4 separate regions of the Mus musculus genome follow, and all the other regions are linked to region 3. A link is a contact called in public ChIA-PET, HiChIP or PLAC-seq and Micro-C data. All regions are on one chromosome and are shown on one strand. The core of a region is the stretch at or near the end of the contact, and the rest is flanking DNA. Distances in the headings are between cores, read along the strand shown.

Region 1 (4,878 bases), core at 2,098-4,597, 450 kb before region 3:
AGTCTCACAAATAGGCAGAAGTTGCTAGTGAGCTAGACTCTGCGTTCCCTTTCGTCTTTGCAGACGATCTCTTAGGAGATAATTCGGCCATGGATGGTGCACTTTGTTTTTAAGTTTGTCTAACTTAATTAGGGCAACAGCTCCCTTTCTTGTAAGAAATGCCAAGAGACGTTGGCTTGGTCGTTCAAAAGTCTTTAAAACGTAAAAGGGTTTGCTTTGCTTAAACTCTTGACTTTTATTAATGAGAGGTGTTTTTCAGGTCTGTGTTTAAGTAGTTTATGCGGTGACTTTGTTAACAGTTTATTATTTTTTTTAGGTGTTGCTGGCGGTAGGAAGAGATTCTTGTACGAGAACTATTGGCTTAGAGACCGTGGGCGTGAAGATAAACGAAAAGTAAGGCGACCACACAGCGTGGTTCCTCACGGCTTCCCTCCGCCTTTGCTTGTAAAGCTCATCTCCCCGGGACTGGGCATTACCGTTAGGAGCTGGATGCTCTTAGGCGCTGGATGCTCTTAGGAGCTGGATGCTCAGCGCTACCAAGTCAGGGTGTATGGGGTTGTTAGTTAGGACTGACAGTCTTAACCACTATATGAAAGGAGTTTTTCTCCTGTTTGTCAAATATGTTTCATATTTGATTTTTAAAGTAGTGGCCAGGATTCTTGCTAAGCATTTTGAGTCCTGTGCGCTGTTTTGTCAGTAATCGGAGCGTTGTTCTCCTGGGGAGGAAGATAATGTAGTTTTACTTCACTAATAGCAGCAATTGATGGTTACAGAACCGGAAAGATACCCGTCACGGATGAAGAGCAGACCAATGTGCCTTACATCTACGCCATCGGTGACATCCTGGAGGGGAAGCTAGAGCTGACTCCCGTAGCCATCCAGGCGGGGAGATTGCTGGCTCAGAGGCTGTATGGAGGCTCCAATGTCAAAGTGAGAATTGCGTTGTCGCCCGCTGAGACAATGGTTTCTATTGTCATTTTTTGCCTCTCTTAATTATTTTTTCTCCATTTGACACAGTGTGACTATGACAATGTCCCAACGACTGTATTTACTCCTTTGGAATATGGCTGTTGTGGCCTCTCTGAAGAAAAAGCCGTAGAGAAATTTGGGGAAGAAAATATTGAAGTAAGTTCTTTGCCTCTTTTTCACATTGCTTTTTTCAAAGAGTCAAGATGGTTTCCGGTGTGCAGAAAAGTACAGTTGTAAACAGGTGAATGAGCATGCCTGCTGGTTTTTTGGATTTATAAGTTTATTTATTCTTATTTTATGTATATGGGTGCTTTGCCTGCGTATATCTCTGCACCACATGCACACTTAGAGGTGCCGTGAAGGCCAGAAGGCATCAGATAGATCCCTCGGGACAAGAGGCACAGAGATGGTTGTGAGCTAGCAGGTGCTCACCAAGATGGCTTCAGCCGTCCACAAATAGGCAGAAGTTGCTAACGAGCTAAAGAGAAGCTGGGAACTGAACCTAGGTCTTTTTAACTGCTGAGCATTGTCTCTGGTCTGTGGTTATGGCTATAATCCACTGTCCACTTCTGTAATCACTGAGGCTAGATTGTCTATCAGAAGTATTTAGCAGCTGGATGATGTAAGAGCGCTTCAGTGCAGGTAGGAGGACTTGAGCTCAGATCCCCCCAGCACTCACATAGAACGTGGGGTCTGGGTGTATCCGTGGGAGAGACGGGCAGGGAGTACGCACAGGGAGAGTGCTGGCCCTTTGCTGGCTGCTAGTGTCACCAAAGAGTGGTGTGCTCCAGGTTCAGGGGAATAAGGCAGAGAGTGGTAATAGTGCCCTATATTATGTTATACATATAATAGTAGTCTTCTTTGATATCCTTGTGGGACAAACAGACCTGCACAAATGTTACCTCTCCAAGTTTTTTTGGTAAGTATTTTTATCTTAAGGTTATTAGTAAGCAAGTCGTGTTCATACAGAAAGACTGAATTTTCTTACTTTGCTTTGCTACTTTCCTTACAAAAGTGAGACATTTTGAAAAACCCAATTAAAGAAGCAGGAATCAACTACTCACAGATGCTGTCTGTAGTGTAGCCATTTGGAAGGCTTTCCTTGGTCTTTCCCTAAGTAATTTTACATGCGTTAGACTTTTGTATCAGAGCACTGATGTGGGTCCCCAGAGGAGGAAATAGTCTTGCTTGTCATGCCCAAGACACATCAAACAGAGCCCCTGTCTTCTGGCTCCCCTGCACCTCTCTCCCTCCTCCTGTGCTGTCTGGTAAGGTTCCTGGAGGAACTTTCTGGAAGCAGGAAGAAGCACCAGCTAGCTGGTTGTTAGAGCTGCCCCTGCTATGTACAGCTCTCATTCCTCTGAGCCAGTGACTCTCAGCCTTCCTAAAGCTATGACCCTTCAGTTCAGTTCGTCATGTTGTCGTGACTCCCCCACCCCCATAAAATTATTTCAGTTTTACTTCATAACTGTAATTTTGCTACTGTTAGAAATCATAATGTAACTGTCTGATATAGAGGACATCTAAGAGTCAGCCCCCAAAGGCAACCCACAGGGTGAGAAACACTGACCTACACTAACCAGGAGGTCACTTTGTATTTTTTGTTTCTTTTCTTTTTCTTGTTCTGAAACATTAATATGTCTATTCTGTCGCTCTGGCTATCTTAGAACTCCCTGTGTAGACCAGGCTGGCCTCAAACTCAGATCCACCTGCTTCCGCTTTAATCCCAAGTGCTGGAGTTAAAGGCGTGCACCACCACCGCCCGCTTGTTGTCTTATGTAAGACAGTAATTTTGTGGCTTCTTTCTTGATTTTCTTGGTCATTTTGTTATATTACTTAAGGTTTACTAATCATGTTGAACTAAGATTAGTCAAAGGGGTCTTGACAACAAAGTTCCAAGTTATTTGTCTTTTGATGAAGTCAGTTTATTCTGTGAACTTTATCAGCAGCGCTAATTATTGAAGTACCTCCACACCTACTGCTGGGCAACATCCCACATAAGGAAACAAGTCTGACCTGTGCTTGTGTCTTCCAGGTTTACCATAGTTTCTTTTGGCCATTGGAATGGACAGTCCCATCCCGGGATAACAACAAATGTTATGCAAAAATAATCTGCAACCTTAAAGACGATGTAAGTGCGGCGACGGGTCTTTGTGGAGATGTGTAGCTTTTGACCATGAATGTTAGGATTCCAGCCATTGGTGTCCACAGCACCAGGGGCAGCATCTTAGGCAAGGGTCTGGGCTCTCCTGCCTGCTGCCTTGCCTGTTCATCTTTCCTGGTCCGGGGCCCCGCTGCAGGCAGGCAGAACACACGTAGGTAAAGGAAGTCAGGGGACACTTGAAGCTTCTCTGTGTTGATGAGTGGAGAGTCATGAAGTCCTCAGCTACCTTTTAAAAAACCACAAGCAAACCCAACCCCGGATGCTCTGCTTTGATCCTCTGCGCTGGTGGGAAGAGCTCAGACTTGGCTGGGCTCCAGATTGAGATGTACCCACTGCTACACTAGTGACCAAGCCCGAGGGCAAACTCCTGCCTCCCAGGTATTCCAGACCCATAGTGAGAGAGATGGACTACCTTAGCAGTTTTCAAACTTACTTGACTGTTGCCACACAGTAAGAAATACATTTTATATTATATTCCAGAACACGTGTCCATACACACATACTCTTTCTTCTTTCTTTCTTTCTTTCGCTCTCTCTCTCTCTCTCTCTCTCTCTCTCTCTCTCTCTCTTTCTTTCTTCCTTCCTTCCCTCCCTCCCTCCCTCCCTCCCTCCTTCCCTCCCTCCCTCCCTCCCTCCTTCTCTCTCTCTCTTTCTTTCTTTCAAGATTTATTTATTTATTTATTTATTTATTTATTTATTTATTTATTTATTTAATGTATATGAGTGCACTGTAGCTGTACAGATGGTTGTGAGCCTTCACGTGGCTGTTGGGAATTGAATTTAGGACCTCTGTTCGCTCTGGTCTGCCCGCTTGCTCAGTCCCTGCTTGCTCCAGCCCAAAGATGCACCAGAAGAGGGCGTCAGATTTCATTTGGGTGGTTGTGAGCCACCATGTGGTTGCTAGGATTTGAACTCAGGACCTTTGGAAGCAGTCAGTACTCTTAACCTCTGAGCCATCTCTCCAGCCCCATATTCTCATTCAATATTGTACCAGAAACTGAATTTTTTCAATGTATTCAGCATATTGACCTTAAAAATCCCTTCAGGGAAAATATGAATAAAGCCAAAGCCTTACATCAAACACACAAAGAACTTGGTTAGATTATTAAAACAATCTCAGGGTTTGTCTGTAATGACATACTTTGTTTAAAAATTGTTTTAGATGAGAAAGATTTTTTTTAGAACCCAGAAGGTTTCAGGACACTGCCTTAGGTGTAAAGTTATCACTGAGGCAGATGTTCGGTGAATGAATCGATCAGGGTAACCCCTCGTGAACTGTGCACTGACATAAGGATCAATGGCGTATCACTCTCTCTATCTCTTTGGACATAGCTTTATTAAAGCATGATGTAGCCAAGTATCATCTGACTTCACAGTGACCGAGTGTCCTTGGTTTTAAACAGAGCTCAGTGGTCTACGTGTAAATCACACTCACACACATGGAAGTACTTCCTGCTCCCTGCTCGGGTCAGTGAACACCAGCCTGTAAGAGATCAGCAGTGCAGATACGGTTCACAGCAGCTCTGGTCTGGAACACTTGCTCCCGCACTGTTGAGAATCTCGTTTAATCTGTGCTGAGGGGGCGCCTCTGTGACCACTGATAATTGCTATCTGCTTGTTCTGCCCATTCTGTGACTGAGGAAACTGAGTCCAGTCTAGTAGAGCTATTAGATCCCGGCCCGTGTCACAGCCATGCCAGTGACAGTCACTTCCTGCCTCTATTGTCTTTCTACTGTCTTATGTTT
Region 2 (4,533 bases), core at 801-3,300, 390 kb after region 3:
GGAAGGCTGTGGTACTTCATGAGTAGAGACTTGTTGGAAGGAGTGGGTCACTGGGTGTGGGCCCTGAGGTTATCATACGACCCAGCAGTTTCCTGTCTGCTCTTGGATCCAGTGAGACCAGCCACCTGAGGCAGGAATTTAGTTCACAGTAGCCAAAGGGAAAACGGCTCCCGATGCAAACTCCAAGCTACTCACGTATGTTACAGTGTAAATGGATGTTAAGTGCAACTAGAATGCTAGGTTTAAACACCAAAGCTAGACTCACCAAGGACGACCAAGACAAAGACCCTTACAGCTGGGTACAAGTCACTCAAGGATTTGATACAACTCAGACAAACCATGAGGTCCAAGCCCAGCATCGGTGAGCTGCTCCCACAAGATAACCCCCCCCCATCAGTTAGTTAAGAGGCAGCTGTAACATTGTAGCTGCCTTTTGGTAGCTGTGAGGACAGACAGAGCTTTGAATAACTGACAACATTTAGGATACTCACAGGGCAGGAGGTAACACCAAAAGAGTTACTTTCTCTTTTTACCGAACTTTTATGTCTTAGGAGCCTGACTCATTATCCTTTAATGTTTTTCCCTGTAAACCTCTTAATAAAGTTTCCCACCTCACTCTTACAAGCATCTGCAACTTTAATCTTTATTGGCATAGGACAATGAGCTTGGAGTCACTGCCTCTGGTCAATCATGGCGATAGTTAAGTGTCCACTACCTTAGGACTCTGGCTCAGACCCCCCTGGCTGAGAAAGACTGTTGCTCTCCAGCCCTATAACAGCTTCATGTGCTTTTAACGCCCTCCCTTCCCCACCACAATGGATGGAACTTCCCTCCAATCATCAGCCAGAATAAACCCTTCCTTTCCTAATTTACATCTTGTCAAGTATTTTGTCACAAAACTCTCTCTCTCTCTCTCTCTCTCTCTCTCTCTCTCTCTCTATATATATATATATATATATATATATATATTACAGTTGTGGAGTAACAATGAAGTAAATTTATCGCTGAGGGTCACCACAGTATGAGGGACTGCATTAAAGGGTCATATGTAGCATTAAGAAGGCTGAGAACCACTCTTTTATATGACCCCTCAACATACCTATAGAGTTAAGCCCATTTCTTAAGCCGTTCCACCCTGTATAACTCCATTTGTGTCCCTGTTTTGATGTAGCTAATTTGTTTATAATTTGTCTGTCTGGGGACACAGTCTCCCACATGTTTGCAACCCCAGAGCTTAGTAAAGAACTTGGCACAGTCAGGGCTTCTCTATAAATAGCGAGTTTAAACCGGAGCTCTACTTCCTGGCTTGAGCTTACCTCTCAATGAGTTTTATTGATTCTGCATTGTGAGCCAGGAGGACACTAGGGAACGGAGGGTCCTCGTCTTTAAGGAATTTGTATTACTGCTCAAAAGCTCAAGACCTATTATAGCAGATGGTGTTAGCTGAGGCACAGGTGCTGAGCAGTTTACAACCTCTCAGTGTGGCTCCTAAAGTCCCACAGCTGTCAGAGGGCAGAGCAGGAGTTGTGGTCCCAGCAGTTAGGGACCACGGAGATTCATAGATCTGCCTTAGATCAGAAAGCAGGGTATACAACTCTAGTTACAGATCTGGGAGACATTGATTGTAAGGAGGAGCACCAGGTCTGACCGACCTGGGGCAGAGCTGGTTTTTCTAAGTGAGGAAGGATGGAGCTGTCTCAGCTTTCTTCGAAAGCAGGAGAGGTTTTGGTTTCCTCTTCAGATCTGAATATCAATTAGTCTGTCGACCTTAGCCTTATCAGACGTACACCCAGGATACTCAGAGCAGGTGTTCCCTGTCACTTCCTCTCCTCTCCACATCCTGGGGACAGGGAGGGGCCACGAAGAAAGAGAGCGAAGGTGAACAAGAGGGAGAGCGAGCGGGTGAGACCTGCTGCGGACCACGCCTTCTGCCATGACCCCCAAACCCTACTTTAAACTCCCGCCCACTTTCAACCGCCACCAATGCTTGGCCCAGGAACGCGCAGAAGGCTGCGCATTGGTCGGTGCCGTGGTTGCCGCGGTGACGGGTGGGTTCGTGGGGGTCCCCGCGCGGGGCGGGGCTAGGGCTGTCCCTAGTCCCGCGCGCCGCCTCCTTCTGGGTCTCCTCCACTGGGACCTGAGGTCCAGAGCGCGGCTTCCCTGCGGGTGGCGCGATGGGTTGCGGGAACTCCACGGCCACCAGCGCGGCCGCGGGCCGAGGTAAGCAGAGCTGCGGGGCGTAGGTCCCTCGGGAGAGGGGGCGGCGGCGGCGGCGGGGGTGGGGGTGGGGGCGCAGTTCCTTCGGCCCATCCTCAATTTCGAGCCTGGAGCTCGCCTGCTTCTGGAAAGACCGAGAGGAAGCCGGTGCCCCTGTGCGGGGGCGGTCACGCCCGGATTCAGCGGGGAGGACAGTCGCCTGGGTCCTGCAGCCTGTCTCTGCATCCTTCTGGGGAGCAGAATTTCCCAGACGTGTTTCTGGTCCCTCACATCCCCTTTCTATTGGCTTGCATCCAGGCCTCACCCGGACCCCTTGGCTCCCAGTCCCTGCGCCTGGGAAAGTGTTGCTGAGCAAATCGGGACTTTTTTGGGGGTGGGGCCGAGTGCCAGTGGGTTGGGGACAGCAGCCTGCAGGGCTCTAAAAACGCATCCGTTTGGGTCTGCGTACTTAAGACCCACCCTGCTGCCCGCTAAGATTTTCATAGAGGAGCTGCGGTACCTAGACGCACAGATTAGCTTGATGGAGCTCTGGACTGGCCTCTCTTTTTGATAAATTTTCACTTAAAAATACATCCAAACTTGTCTGTGCACGACTTCATTTCGTTGATTGGCAGGGCAGGGCTTCTAGATTTTCCTGGCTAAGCCAGGCTTTGTATCAAGTAACTTACTGTAAGATTCAGACCCTCTGATAAAACTAGCTGATGTTGGGATTTGTTTGGGGTGGTGTTCTCTGCTGACGTATTTTAGCGTCTTTTTGGATAGGGTTCCCTACCTTCTCTAGCTGAGTCCAGTCAGGTATCACAGCCCACTCTAACCAGCAAGCGCAAACGGTAGTCAAATACTGCAGTGTTTGCGGAGCGGATGTGGGTGTCCAGCTATTGAGTTTTGAAACCTTAGGGATGTCACCTCCCATAGCCAAGTCCTTAAGGCTTGGCAGTTATTTTTGTGATTGATTGAAGCACTCAGGTTTGAACTCAGGGTCTGATCATTGCACGTGCTGCGCAGACCTTTGACCATCGGGCTGTATTCCTGGTATCGTTCTTTACTTTGAGATAGGGTCTCACTAAGTTGTCCAGGCATGCCCTGATCTCACTGTGCTGCTCTGGCTGGCCTTAAACTTGCTACTCTCCTAGATCCGTCTCTTTATGACCTAGGACAAAAGGCCTGCAGTACCAAGCCTGGCTGAACTTGTTTAAACATTTACAGGATGGGAACCATTGTGGAAATCTATTCAAATATTGGCCAGATTTGGTCTATCTTTTTTTTGGGGTGTGGGGCACAGTCAATGTGATACTTTTGGATTAAGTGTGTCTCAAGGGATCTAACTAAAACATCTGGGAGTCTAGGCCCAGGGAAAGTATATCCATTCCAGGTGACCTTCGTTGTTTTGAATTTAGGTCTGTCTTTGGTATCTGCAGACAGCCACTGGGAAGCAAATCTTTTAGATTCCTATAGCAGTGACTCAGCTTAGTTAGTATCCTATGCAAATGAGAGCAGGGGCGGGATTTAAGCTGGGGTGTGGCCCCGTTTCATTGCAACAAGGAAATCAGGAAAAGTGTCAAAGCGTCAAATGTCCGTTCTGAGGCTCAGTGTAACCTATCGCACGCGTGCTTGGCTGAAAGAAAAAAAAAAGAGTTGAGAATGTTAAAAAACAAAAACAAAAACTGAAAGGAGGACCCAGAAAAGATTTAGAAATGAAGAAAGTTTGGCGCATTTACATTCTTTAAGAATCTATTTTTATTCCTATGAATGTGCAGCTGTACGCTATGTGCATGTAGGTGCCCGAGAAGACCACAAGAGGGCAGCATATCCTCCGGAACTTGGGTTCCAAGCCATTGTGAGCCACTGTGTAGGTGCTGGGAACCAGACTTGGGTGATCAGCAAGAGCAGCAAATGCTCCTAACTGCTGAGCTGTTAGTTCAGCCCTGCACAGCGACATTTTATTAACAGACTGCTTGTCAGATTTGGGGCTAGAGGGAGAAGTATTGTTGTTAAGTGAAAATTGGAACGATGATAACAGAAACGTTAATGTACAAATTACATTTCAGTGGTGGGGTGGCCAAGGAGTGGAGACATTGGATTTTAGGCTGGAGATGTAGCTTTAGGTGGTACCTGCCTAACACACACAAACCCTATAGACTCTATCTTCCAAACCCAATAAAGTGGGCATGGTAGTGCCGGTCTATAATGTCTTGGTAAATATTTTAAAAGGGTTTCTACCCCACATTAAATCATCTGCTTCCAAAATGAAAGACACAAAACCTTTGTATTTATAATAAGCCTTAAAGCACTAGAGCTGGGCAGATATCAGTCCTC
Region 3 (4,631 bases), core at 937-3,436:
AGAAACTACACAGACCGAAAGGAGAAAAGTACTTTTTACTTTACTGGGAAGTACATGAGATTTTGTTTGAGTGATTTGTTTAACATCCAACATAAATTACTTGTAGCTAATAAGTGAAACTTTTCAAACATATAATATACAAAAATAGCCTAAAGTCCCAGCAGGACACCCAGGACCATACCTCCTGTGGCTTTTCTCAAGAAAGCCAAAGAAAGAAAATCACAATAAAATGCCCAGGAATGACCAGGTAAAAGGTGAAGCGTTCTGAAAGAGTCAAATGCCTCTTAATCATATTTTTATGCTACTTTGCCAGTGGCAGTCAAGAATCTAGAATTTTTCCTATAATGAATAAGACATCTCAGCAACAATAACAAAAAAATCAAATATGACAGCAAAAATAGGAGTGGAGGGTCTAAACAGAAATCTCTCCAAAACAGATACACATATGGCCAATAAGCATACAAAAGGCGTTTTAATCTCTTGTCTGAGATGCAAATTAAAACCAGGAAAAACACTAGGATAGCTTAAAAAAAAAACAGTAAAAAATAACGTGTCGGTCGTTGGCGGTTTAAGGAAAACGCAGCCCGCATAAACTGGTGGAGTATAAAACGTAGCAACAACTTTGATTAAAGTCTGAAAGTTTCTCAAAAATGTTAAGTACCAAGCAATTCCACACCTAAGGTTTGGGGCATTTAAAACACACATCCACAGAAGTTCTAGCAGCATCATATCCGATGGCTAAAAGGTGAAAAGCAATGAATGCCATTTCATTAACTGGTGAATGGGCACACACCGCATTATCAGTCATTCAGCTCCAAGAAAGTAGAGAGCCGACCCACACTAATTACACCATGAATGAGCTTTGAAAACAGTCTGGCTACGTGAAGGAAGCCAGACAAAAAGCCACAGACACGTTGGTTGGGTGTGGTACAATCCTGTGTGAGATCACCACTTGAGAAATTGAGGCAGGAGGACCACGAATTCTGATTAGCCTCAACTATAAGGGAAGAGTCAAAATCTTGTCTTTAAACGGAGGAGGTGGGAAACCACAAATACTGTATGATTTCATTAGTGTCTCCAAAGAGCAAATGCATAGGCACAGAAAAATTAGTTGGGGCAGTGGGGGGAATGGGTGGCAAGCAACTAAAAGGTATAGGGTTTCGTTTGGAGATATATATATATATATATATATATATATACATACATACATACATACATATATATATATATATGTATATATATATATATATATATAGAGAGAGAGAGAGAGAGATAGTAGTGACAGTTACAAAACTAGATGAATACACGTAAAGCCACCTTTGGGAGAGATAAGTAGCACGTATGCTACATGACTCATCGGTCAATCAAGCGTCCATTTACAAAAAGATGACACCGGGGCACTATACCTAAGAACATAATATATAGGTAACACACAAACATGCCAGCTCTCGCCATAAATGGACACCGAGGCTTCTTAAAATTGAGGTATAGTGTGCATCCATAAAGCCAAGAACTGGGTGGCAACGCTGCTGAGCCCCGAAGCAGGCTCCAGGGGTGAGCGCAACCCGCCTCGCAGCATCTGCATCCGAGCTCACCTTCCTCCATCCCTCGGCGCGCGCCCCCAGTCACGGCCACCGGAGCCGGGCAGCGGCGGGCAGGGCTGGACAGAACGGGGCGGCCTCGGGTCCCGCCGGGCGAGGCTCCAGCATCCGGCCGCACCACCGCCCTCCCACACCTAGCCGTGCCTCTGTCTCCGCTCCCGCCGCGGCAGCCTGCGCCGAGCCCGAGCGCGGCGACGCTCTGGGAGTCGGTGAGCCCGGCCCAGCCCCGCGGGCCCGCCTCGCCTCCTCGCTGCCACTGACAGTCGCCCGATGCCCGCGGCCACTCGCGCGCACCCCGCCCCGCCCCGCGCACGCGCGCAGCCGGCTGGGCCCGCGGAGAGCCGCTGATGTGGCCGCCCGGAGGCTACCCGGATCCGCGGCCGCGCCCCGGCAGCCGCCCGCCCGCCGGCTTGTTCGCCTGCCCACTTGACCGCTCGCCCTCCTGCCAGCTACGACTCCTGGCTGGTTAGCTTAGGCTGTCCTGCGCATCCTCCCAACCGCATCCCAGCCCGCGCATCCTCCTCTCACCGCTCCGTCAGCCCCGGGCCTCGTCGGGGGTCCAGCTCGCGTTCCTTGCTGAGCGGAATGAAGCCGAGGACGTGGGAGTCGTTCGTTGCGCTCTTCTGGGAGGCCAAAGGACGGGGAGGAGACGTGCGGGCAGCGCGTCACGCCCTCCGAGCGCCTGGCAGGGTCAGAGCCAAGTGCACTGCGCTGCTCAGCCGAGCTTTGCAGTTTGCCCACGCTCGAGTTTTGGGAGCCAAGGTAGACTTGAGCCAGAATTTGCCAAGGAAAATCGGGGGCTGCTTCCATGACTGTTTGTTAAGCACCTACTATGTGCGGTTCAGCTAGTGGGACTCCACCATCCCACCCTGCAAAGATGTGAGCCCCAGAGCACTGACTCTTGGGGGGAAACTGCTCGTTTTGATTCTGAGGCTATTATTCTATTACCTTAGACCAAAGTTTTCACCAAATTCAGATGGGGGTAATTTAGCACCTTTTCAGGTGGGGACAGGGACACACACACAGAGACACTTCCATCTGACTGGACATGATGGCACCTGTCTTTAATCTCAGAGCCAGGTAGTTCTCAGTGAGTTCAAGACCAGTTCTCTACTCAGCAAGTTCCAGGAAAACCAGGGTTACATTGTGAGATCTTGTCTCAAAACAAAACAAAACAACAACCACCCTCATTTTCTTGTGGGTTTTTTTTTTTTTTTTTTTTTTTTTTTTTTTTTTTGGTTTTTCGAGACAGGGTTTCTCTGTGTAGGTCTGGCTGTCCTGGAACTCACTTTGTAGACCAGGCTGGCCTAGAACTCAGAAATCCGCCTGCCTCTGCCTCCCAAGTGCTAGGATTAAAGGCGTGCGCCACCACGCCCGGCTTGGGTTGGTTTTTTTTGTTTGTTTGTTTGTTTGTTTTTTTGTTTTTTTTTGTTTTTTTTTTTTTTTTTTTTTTTTTAAACCCTAGAGGACAAAGTCTCTCTGTGCAGCTCTGACTGGCCTGACACCTGTTATGTAGCCCAAGCTGCCTTTGAACTCACAGAGAGCTGTCTGCCTCAGCCTCTCAATGCTGGGATTGAAGGCGCACACCATCATTTTCCAACCTTCTCTCAAACTCTTACCCTTCCTGTTCTGGAATTACAGGTATGTACTATTGTGCCCAGCCCTAGATCAAATTTTGTGTGTGTGGGCTGGGTGCGGGGGTGGGAGGGAGTTAAAGACAGGAGATATGCTTAGCAGTTACAAACAGGTACTGCTCTTGCACAGGACACAAATTTAGTTTCCAGCACCTACCTACACACACACACACACACACACACACACACACACACCTGGAAACACCAGCTTAGCTGGACGAAGTGCCTTCTTTTGCCTTCCACGGGCATTAATTAGCATTCATGAGCACATACCCAATCCGTGCACACAGATATACAGTAATTTAAAATCTTTAAAGGATTTTAAAATTCCTTTAGGAATGAAAACATTTCTATGAAGAACATGGGTGTTGAATTTAAAGTTACAGGGAGTCGTTATTTTGGTTTAGGGTTCTGTGCTAAACCCCCAAAATGGAGTCACTTACCATTAACCAACTGCCCCACTTTCCCAGAAACCTGTATGAATTGCATGATGTTGAAGCAGCCTCTGCCTTAATTTTTACACAGGCAAACCTGATGCTGAGTCCTCTGTTGCTCCCACCCCACCCCTCCTGTCTCTATCTTAAAAGAGAAGGAACTTTCAGCCTCCCAGTCTGCTCCTGGGTTTCTTGTTTCTACTTTCTTCGGCCCCTTTGAGTCTGTGAAAGAAACCAATACCGACCTCATTGGAATGCTCACTCTGTTTTGTGAAATGAACTATGGCCCAGTTTTACAATCAGAAGATAAAGCCAATTAAAACCCTTAAACTAAATGGTTGTAATTTTGTCTGTTGACATAGGAAAGCCTCGATTACATTCATTTCCAGATTGTCTTCCTTTTGGTTTAACTACTATCATAGTCAGGGTATTCTTGCTGTGAAAAGACACCATGACCACAGCAACTCTTATCGATGACAACATTTAACTGGGACTGTTTCAGAGGTTCAGTCCATTATCACCACAGTGGAAAGCATGGTGGCATGCAGGCAGACTCGGTGCTGGACAAGGAGCTGGGAATTCTACATCCGGATGGCACTGGTGTGGCTTGAACATCTGAGACCTCAAAGCCCACCCACAGTAACTCACCTGTTCCAACAAGGCCACACCTCCTAATAGTGCCACTCCATCTTAAAGAACTGCATCTTAATAGAAGGTGATTAGCTGCTCCAAAAAGTGTCAGAAAGTTTAACAGGTAAGTGTGTCTTCCTGGTTCCCTGGCTCTGGGAGTCTCTTCAACTTCCCACTCAAAAACACCCATCCAGAACTGGGTGTGACTGGGGCATGCCTTTAATCCCAGCTCTTAAGGAGCAGAGGCAATGGATCTCTGAGGTTGAGACCAACCTGGTTTACTGAATAAGTTCCAAGACAGAAACCTTGTCTCAAACAACAACAAAACACCC
Region 4 (5,042 bases), core at 879-3,378, 310 kb after region 3:
ACCAGTGACTTCCACTCGTGGACTCACAGCAATTCGGTCACGTAAATGAGGTAATGCCAGTCAGCATTGCAGCCTGGGATGGAGGCCCCAGAGCCCTACCCTTAGTGAGAAGCTACAGGCTGTTGGTGGCTCCTGGGAAGGGATGGCCAGTTTGCTTTGGGGGTGTGGCTGTTGGGAGGTTGCCCTGGCTCCACTGGATGGCCCCACACCCATGCATAGGAAGAGAGCACTAATTAGATTGTGTGTTATTGAGGGGGGAAGAGGACAGGAAAATGGGTGGGGAACATGTTTTGGGGTGTCTGGAAAGAGAAGATGGGGAGGTGATCTGATATTAATACGCTGTATAAGTATAGGAAATTATTGAAGAATAAAAAGTACTTAAAAATATTCCTTACGAGAAAGGCAACAAGACAATTGTCTGAATTAAGTAAGGGCTTTACCACTTTGCAGGGACGCCAACTGTCTAAGAATAAACCTTTACTGTGGACAAAAATATTTTTTAAAATTAAAAAGAATGTCAGGTAGGAGTAACAATGACTCTAAACATCTTCCGCCCCCCCCCCCACACACACAAGCTCAAAATTGTAAACCATACAGACGAGATATAATTTTAGACTATTCCGCCGATTTCAAGACCATCTGCCCCATGTTCCTTGTTTTCTGTGGAGTTTCTGCAGATGAGAACACCGGACAATTAGAAGCAGAACTGCAGCCCAGGTCTCAGACTCATTTATGCCATTCAGAAATGGTGCGCACCCATTAGAGGCCTCAAAACTCCAGACTGTGCGATGTCTGTGTGCCTGGCTCTGCCACCATCACGACTGGTTAGGGAAACGGTCTGTCTTTGACCTTCCGTGTCACCAAGTACAAAGCAAATGGAAAGCCCTATTCACAACCACGGTGGTTATGATTTCCACACGCTTATGTTCAGATCCTAACGACAGGGGAGGAAGGCTGAAATGCTTTCCAACAAAGGCTGGGGTCCAAAGCAAACACCTGACATCCAGAGCTGTATAAGGAAGCCTGCGAAGAATTAGCACAATACATGCCAGTCTGTTTAAAAAGTTGAATCAGTTAAAAAACAAAACAAACAAACAAACAAACAAAACAGGCTGAGCATAACAACACATCTGTAATCCCAGCACCCAAGATGTAAGTTCAAGGCTAGCGTGGTCTACAGGGCAAGTTTTCAGTCCAGTTATGGCTACATAGTAAGACCTTGTATCAAAACAAAACACAACAAAAAACAAAATCCCAAGTAATGGGAATACTAATTATCACAGCTTGCTTACATATCCTTGCTCCTCTACATGGGGACAATCATTCAGAACTGAGCCTAAGACAGGCACACACCGATAGCCCTTTTGATTTATTCTGCAAGGGAGAGATGGGGGAAATGTAGGTAAACTCATCAAACTTCCATCTGGGAGGTACAAGTTACTTTGGGAGCCAAGGAAGAAACCCGAAAGAAGAGGAGAGACTGTGAAGAACAGCTTGAGCCTTTCTAGTTTTTTCAGGACCGGAGATACTAGAGGATGAAGGTATTTATTTAAATAAGCTAGGGATGCCATACCAGGAAAGGGAATAGAAGATCCCTGGGGAAAGTCCTGTGACTTCTGAACTACTGTCACTATGCACTATCTCAAGCTCAAAGGGCTTGATTCACATCTCCACTATATTAATGAAGCCCCATCACCACCACCCTGTGGCACAAATGGGGCAAATGTTGGAATTTTCTCTTCCCTGGGTCGACTTGGCGATGGATCCAGGTTTTCTGTGCTTCCTATTCCGGCCCCTGCATTCATTAGGTCTCGTGGACTCGTTAGTACCAGCAGCGTCTGTGTGGATAGTGCTGTCGCCTTCTTCTGCACGAGACACTGCTTGAAAACCTTGTTACCCTGCTAGGGAGCTACTACTGTGGGACAACGACTGCCCGACCTCCCCGAGCGCCGGTGGGGCACCGCGGCTCCCTCCCAGCCTTCCCGGGGGTACCTGGGGGCTGTCCTGCAGCGCCTCCTCCAGCAGGAGCTTGTCCACGGCGGGCATGGCGCGGCGGCGAGGGAGCGCGGGATGCGAGGAGGGGACACTCGGCGCTCGGGGACTTGAGACTTAGCTCGGAGCCCGCGCCTGCCCACTCTCCGCGGCCCGCCCCTCAGCCCGGCCCCCCGCTGCCGGGATCAACAGGAAGTGTGGCAGGCGCCGGACATGTAGACAGTCCGGGACAGGACACCGGAAGTGTGGCGACCACGCTTCCGTCCGATCCCGGGGCTTCGGGCCCCTCCGGCCAGCGCAGCAGCACCGGGAGGTTCCGGCTGGAGGCTGCCCTCCCCGGTGCTCGAGGCTGCCCTCCCCCGTGCTCATGGCGCATCTCCGGGTGGGACGATAGGCTTTTATCTTCTTGCGGTTCTGCAGATTGCTCTCTCTGTGTGGGAGGAGATAAGAGTGAACAGATTTTGCAGTTGTTCTCTGGCCTCTTTTTGGGGTGTGTGGGGGGGGGGGCGGGGGTAGGGAGTCAGGCTGTCATCTAACTCGCTGTGTAACTGAGGATGATTCTAAATTTCTGATCCTCTTGCCTCCACTTTCAGAGCGTGATGGGATAACAGACTTCGACTACCAAACTGGAGTTTTGTGCAGTGCTGGGGATCAAACCCAGGGCTTCCTTCAAGTTAGGCAAACCCTCTACCAAAGTAGCCACACCCCCAGCCTTGGCGTCTTCTTATTTTATTTTTTAATTTGGGTTAGAAGATGGGCTTGGGTAGAGCAGGAGAGATGGTGTAAAGGACATTGCAGAAGATGTGAGTTTGCTTCTCAGCACCTGGTAGGAGGCTGTGGCATGCACCTTATTTCCCGTAGGGACATGCATGGGCACACTCATGTGCACGTATCTCCCATAGGAAATGCACACACCATTTAAAAATACAACAAGACAAATTATATTTAGTGTGTGAAGTTCAGAAGACAAACTGTGAAAGACTTTTCTCCTTCCAACCATGGGGATTCTGGATATTAAACTCAGGTCTCAGGCTTGGAGATAAGTGCCCTTAACTATTGAACCATCTTACCAGCCTCTGGCCTCTTTTTTTTTTTTTTAAATACCAGGACAGGCCCACACTCAAACAGTTCAGAGCACAGACATTACGTGTGTGTGTGTGTGTGTGTGTGTGTGCGTGCGTGCGTGTGTGTGTGTGTGTGTGTGTGTGTGTGTGTGTGTTTTCCGTGATATTCAGATCACTGCTAAATGATTTGGGGCCATATAATTAGGTCTCATCTTCCTGGTTTTTTAAGGTTTTTCGTTATGGAGAATTTCATAATGAAATTTTCGGGGTTAGAAAGGATAGATTATGTAGTTCTGTGATGTCATTTAAAAGTGAGAAGAAGGGACACTGGAGAATGAGATACTTTACTCAGGACCCTACAGCGTAGGCTGGAGAAAGAAGAAAAGGTTGTGTAGAAGGTCAGAAGTGGAATTTGACGTATATTAAAGGCACGAGTTTCAATGGATTGACACATAAAATCAGTACTATTTGTCCAATGAGGTGTCACCAAAATTACCAGGAGAGTATGATACTGCACAAATTCTATGTCTTATGGGAACTACCTGAGCAGTTAGTGTTGGTTGTGAAATCTGTAGGATCAGGGTCACCAGTGAAGAATTATTCAGATTAAGTTAGCCCCTGGCATACATACCTGTGAGGAATTAAGTTACTAGAGGTGGGAAGATGTACCCCAAAAGTGGATGGCACTACTCCCTAGGCTTGAGTCCTGGACTATGGAAGAGGATGAGAGTGAATACCAGCATTCCTTCGCTTCCTGCTTCCTGCCTGTCGATGCAGTACAACCAGCCCCTTCAAGTTCCTGCCATGATGGACCATACCCTAAAACTGCAAACCAAAACAAACCTGTTCTCCCTTGAGTTGCTTTGCCGGGCATTTTATCACCACAGTAGTAAAGGTAACTAAGACACCACCCGGTTCAGTAACAAAAATATGTGCTCCAAGCTGGCTGTGGTGGCACACACCTTTAATCCCAGCACTCGGGAGGCAGAGGCTGGTGGATTTCTGAGTTCGAGGCCAGCCTGGTCTACAGAGTGAGTTCCAGGACAGCCAGGGCTACACAGAGAACCGCCCCCCCCCCAAAAAAAAATCAGTGCTCCAAATGTTGGTATTCTGTCTAAACTCCACCCCCACAGTTCCTGGCAGCAACCAGGTATATGCTCCTCCCCACAGTTACCTGGCAACAGCCAGGTAGGCTTGGCCCACTATAAAAGGGGTGGCTTGGCCCCTCCTCTCTCTCTTATTCTCTTGTCTCTCTTACCTCTTTCCCCCTTGCTCCCCTTCCCTTCCCCCCTCTCTCCACATGGTCATGGCCCACCTCCACTTCTCTGCTCTCTCCTCTCTGCCTTTCTCTGCCTCTACTACTCTCTTAACTCCCCTCCCCATGCCCTGAATAAACTCTATTCTGTACTATACCATCCTGTGGCTGGCCTCTCAGGGGAGGGGAATGCCTCCGCATGGGCCCCGCTGAGACACCTCCTCCCCTTACACCCCGCCAGAACATATTCTTACAGCTCTTTCCCTTTTTATGATCATAACACCAAACACCGCCGAAAGCCAACTCCAATGGCATGATTCCCTTCGTTCTGGTGTGAGCTATTTATGCCTTCCATCTAGTATCCTCCATCCCCTTCTCATTTGCCCTTTTCAGGTGAAATTGTGCCCATACCAGGATTCTTTCTTTACCTTCCAAGTTCTGTTCAACTAAAATTTCCTCATACAATCTTCTAAACTCTCTGCTGCCCAAAATCAACTCTTCAAGACCAGACTCAAACCCTCCCCTTTCCCTGATTGTAAAAAAAACAGTTCAGGATTTGGTAACACCAAGGGAAAAGGGTGTATATTCTTTCATTAGAAAATAGATATTAAAGAAGACAGAGCTCCCCAAACCCTTTAAGGGGCTTAGACATCCCATAGAAGGGGCAACCATCTCTCTCATGTATCATCTTCTAATTAAATTGCCTTCTTTGAATACCAATGTTCAGAATT

Evidence for each region. Hi-C and Micro-C count contacts between places; a contact is called where the count stands out from the background. ChIA-PET counts read pairs in DNA pulled down with a chosen protein or histone mark. HiChIP or PLAC-seq counts read pairs in DNA pulled down with a chosen protein or histone mark.
Region 1: an RNA polymerase II ChIA-PET map of memory CD8 T cells shows a contact between it and region 3, with 6 read pairs. The contact joins the enhancer-like site here to the promoter of Slc41a2 in region 3. A contact is called at or near these places in 1 of 39 promoter capture datasets (pre-B cells), 1 of 484 Hi-C or Micro-C datasets (liver), 5 of 115 datasets of contacts at active chromatin or transcription factors (embryonic basal ganglia, embryonic forebrain, embryonic stem cells and 2 more) and 2 of 9 other capture datasets (adipose tissue and liver).
Region 2: a Micro-C map of embryonic stem cells shows a contact between it and region 3, with 2.8 times the contacts expected there. The contact joins the promoter of 1500009L16Rik here to the promoter of Slc41a2 in region 3. A contact is called at or near these places in 2 of 39 promoter capture datasets (the HPC-7 cell line and embryonic stem cells), 2 of 484 Hi-C or Micro-C datasets (both in embryonic stem cells) and 1 of 115 datasets of contacts at active chromatin or transcription factors (embryonic stem cells).
Region 4: a contact with region 3 is called in an H3K4me3 HiChIP or PLAC-seq map of bone marrow-derived macrophages, with 2.3 times the contacts expected there. The contact joins the promoter of Appl2 here to the promoter of Slc41a2 in region 3. A contact is called at or near these places in 1 of 115 datasets of contacts at active chromatin or transcription factors (bone marrow-derived macrophages) and 2 of 9 other capture datasets (adipose tissue and liver).

What each region holds. Positions count from the first base shown.
Region 1 is chr10:82,884,169-82,889,046 of GRCm38.p6, forward strand. It overlaps Txnrd1 (thioredoxin reductase 1), which reads left to right. Exons shown (of 15, transcript NM_001042513.1): 10 at 317-393; 11 at 774-930; 12 at 1,018-1,125; 13 at 3,005-3,100. Among named protein-coding and RNA genes, the nearest start is that of Eid3, 20 kb to the left of the region's middle. Within about 2 kb of position 3,348, at least 30 of the 459 cell types and tissues checked have an H3K27ac peak or open chromatin away from gene starts, as enhancers often do. A contact at or near this core is called in memory CD8 T cells, where this site is marked.
Region 2 is chr10:83,720,815-83,725,347 of GRCm38.p6, forward strand. 1500009L16Rik (RIKEN cDNA 1500009L16 gene) reads left to right here and starts at 2,051. Exons shown (of 6, transcript NM_001145198.1): 1 at 2,051-2,220. The coding sequence starts at 2,175.
Region 3 is chr10:83,335,631-83,340,261 of GRCm38.p6, forward strand. It overlaps Slc41a2 (solute carrier family 41, member 2), which reads right to left and starts at 2,187. Exons shown (of 11, transcript NM_177388.3): 1 at 2,130-2,187. Gm40722 (predicted gene, 40722) reads left to right here and starts at 3,059. Exons shown (of 2, transcript NR_168611.1): 1 at 3,059-3,242; 2 at 3,761-4,004.
Region 4 is chr10:83,646,536-83,651,577 of GRCm38.p6, forward strand. It overlaps Appl2 (adaptor protein, phosphotyrosine interaction, PH domain and leucine zipper containing 2), which reads right to left and starts at 2,129. Exons shown (of 21, transcript NM_145220.2): 1 at 1,993-2,129. The coding sequence starts at 2,046.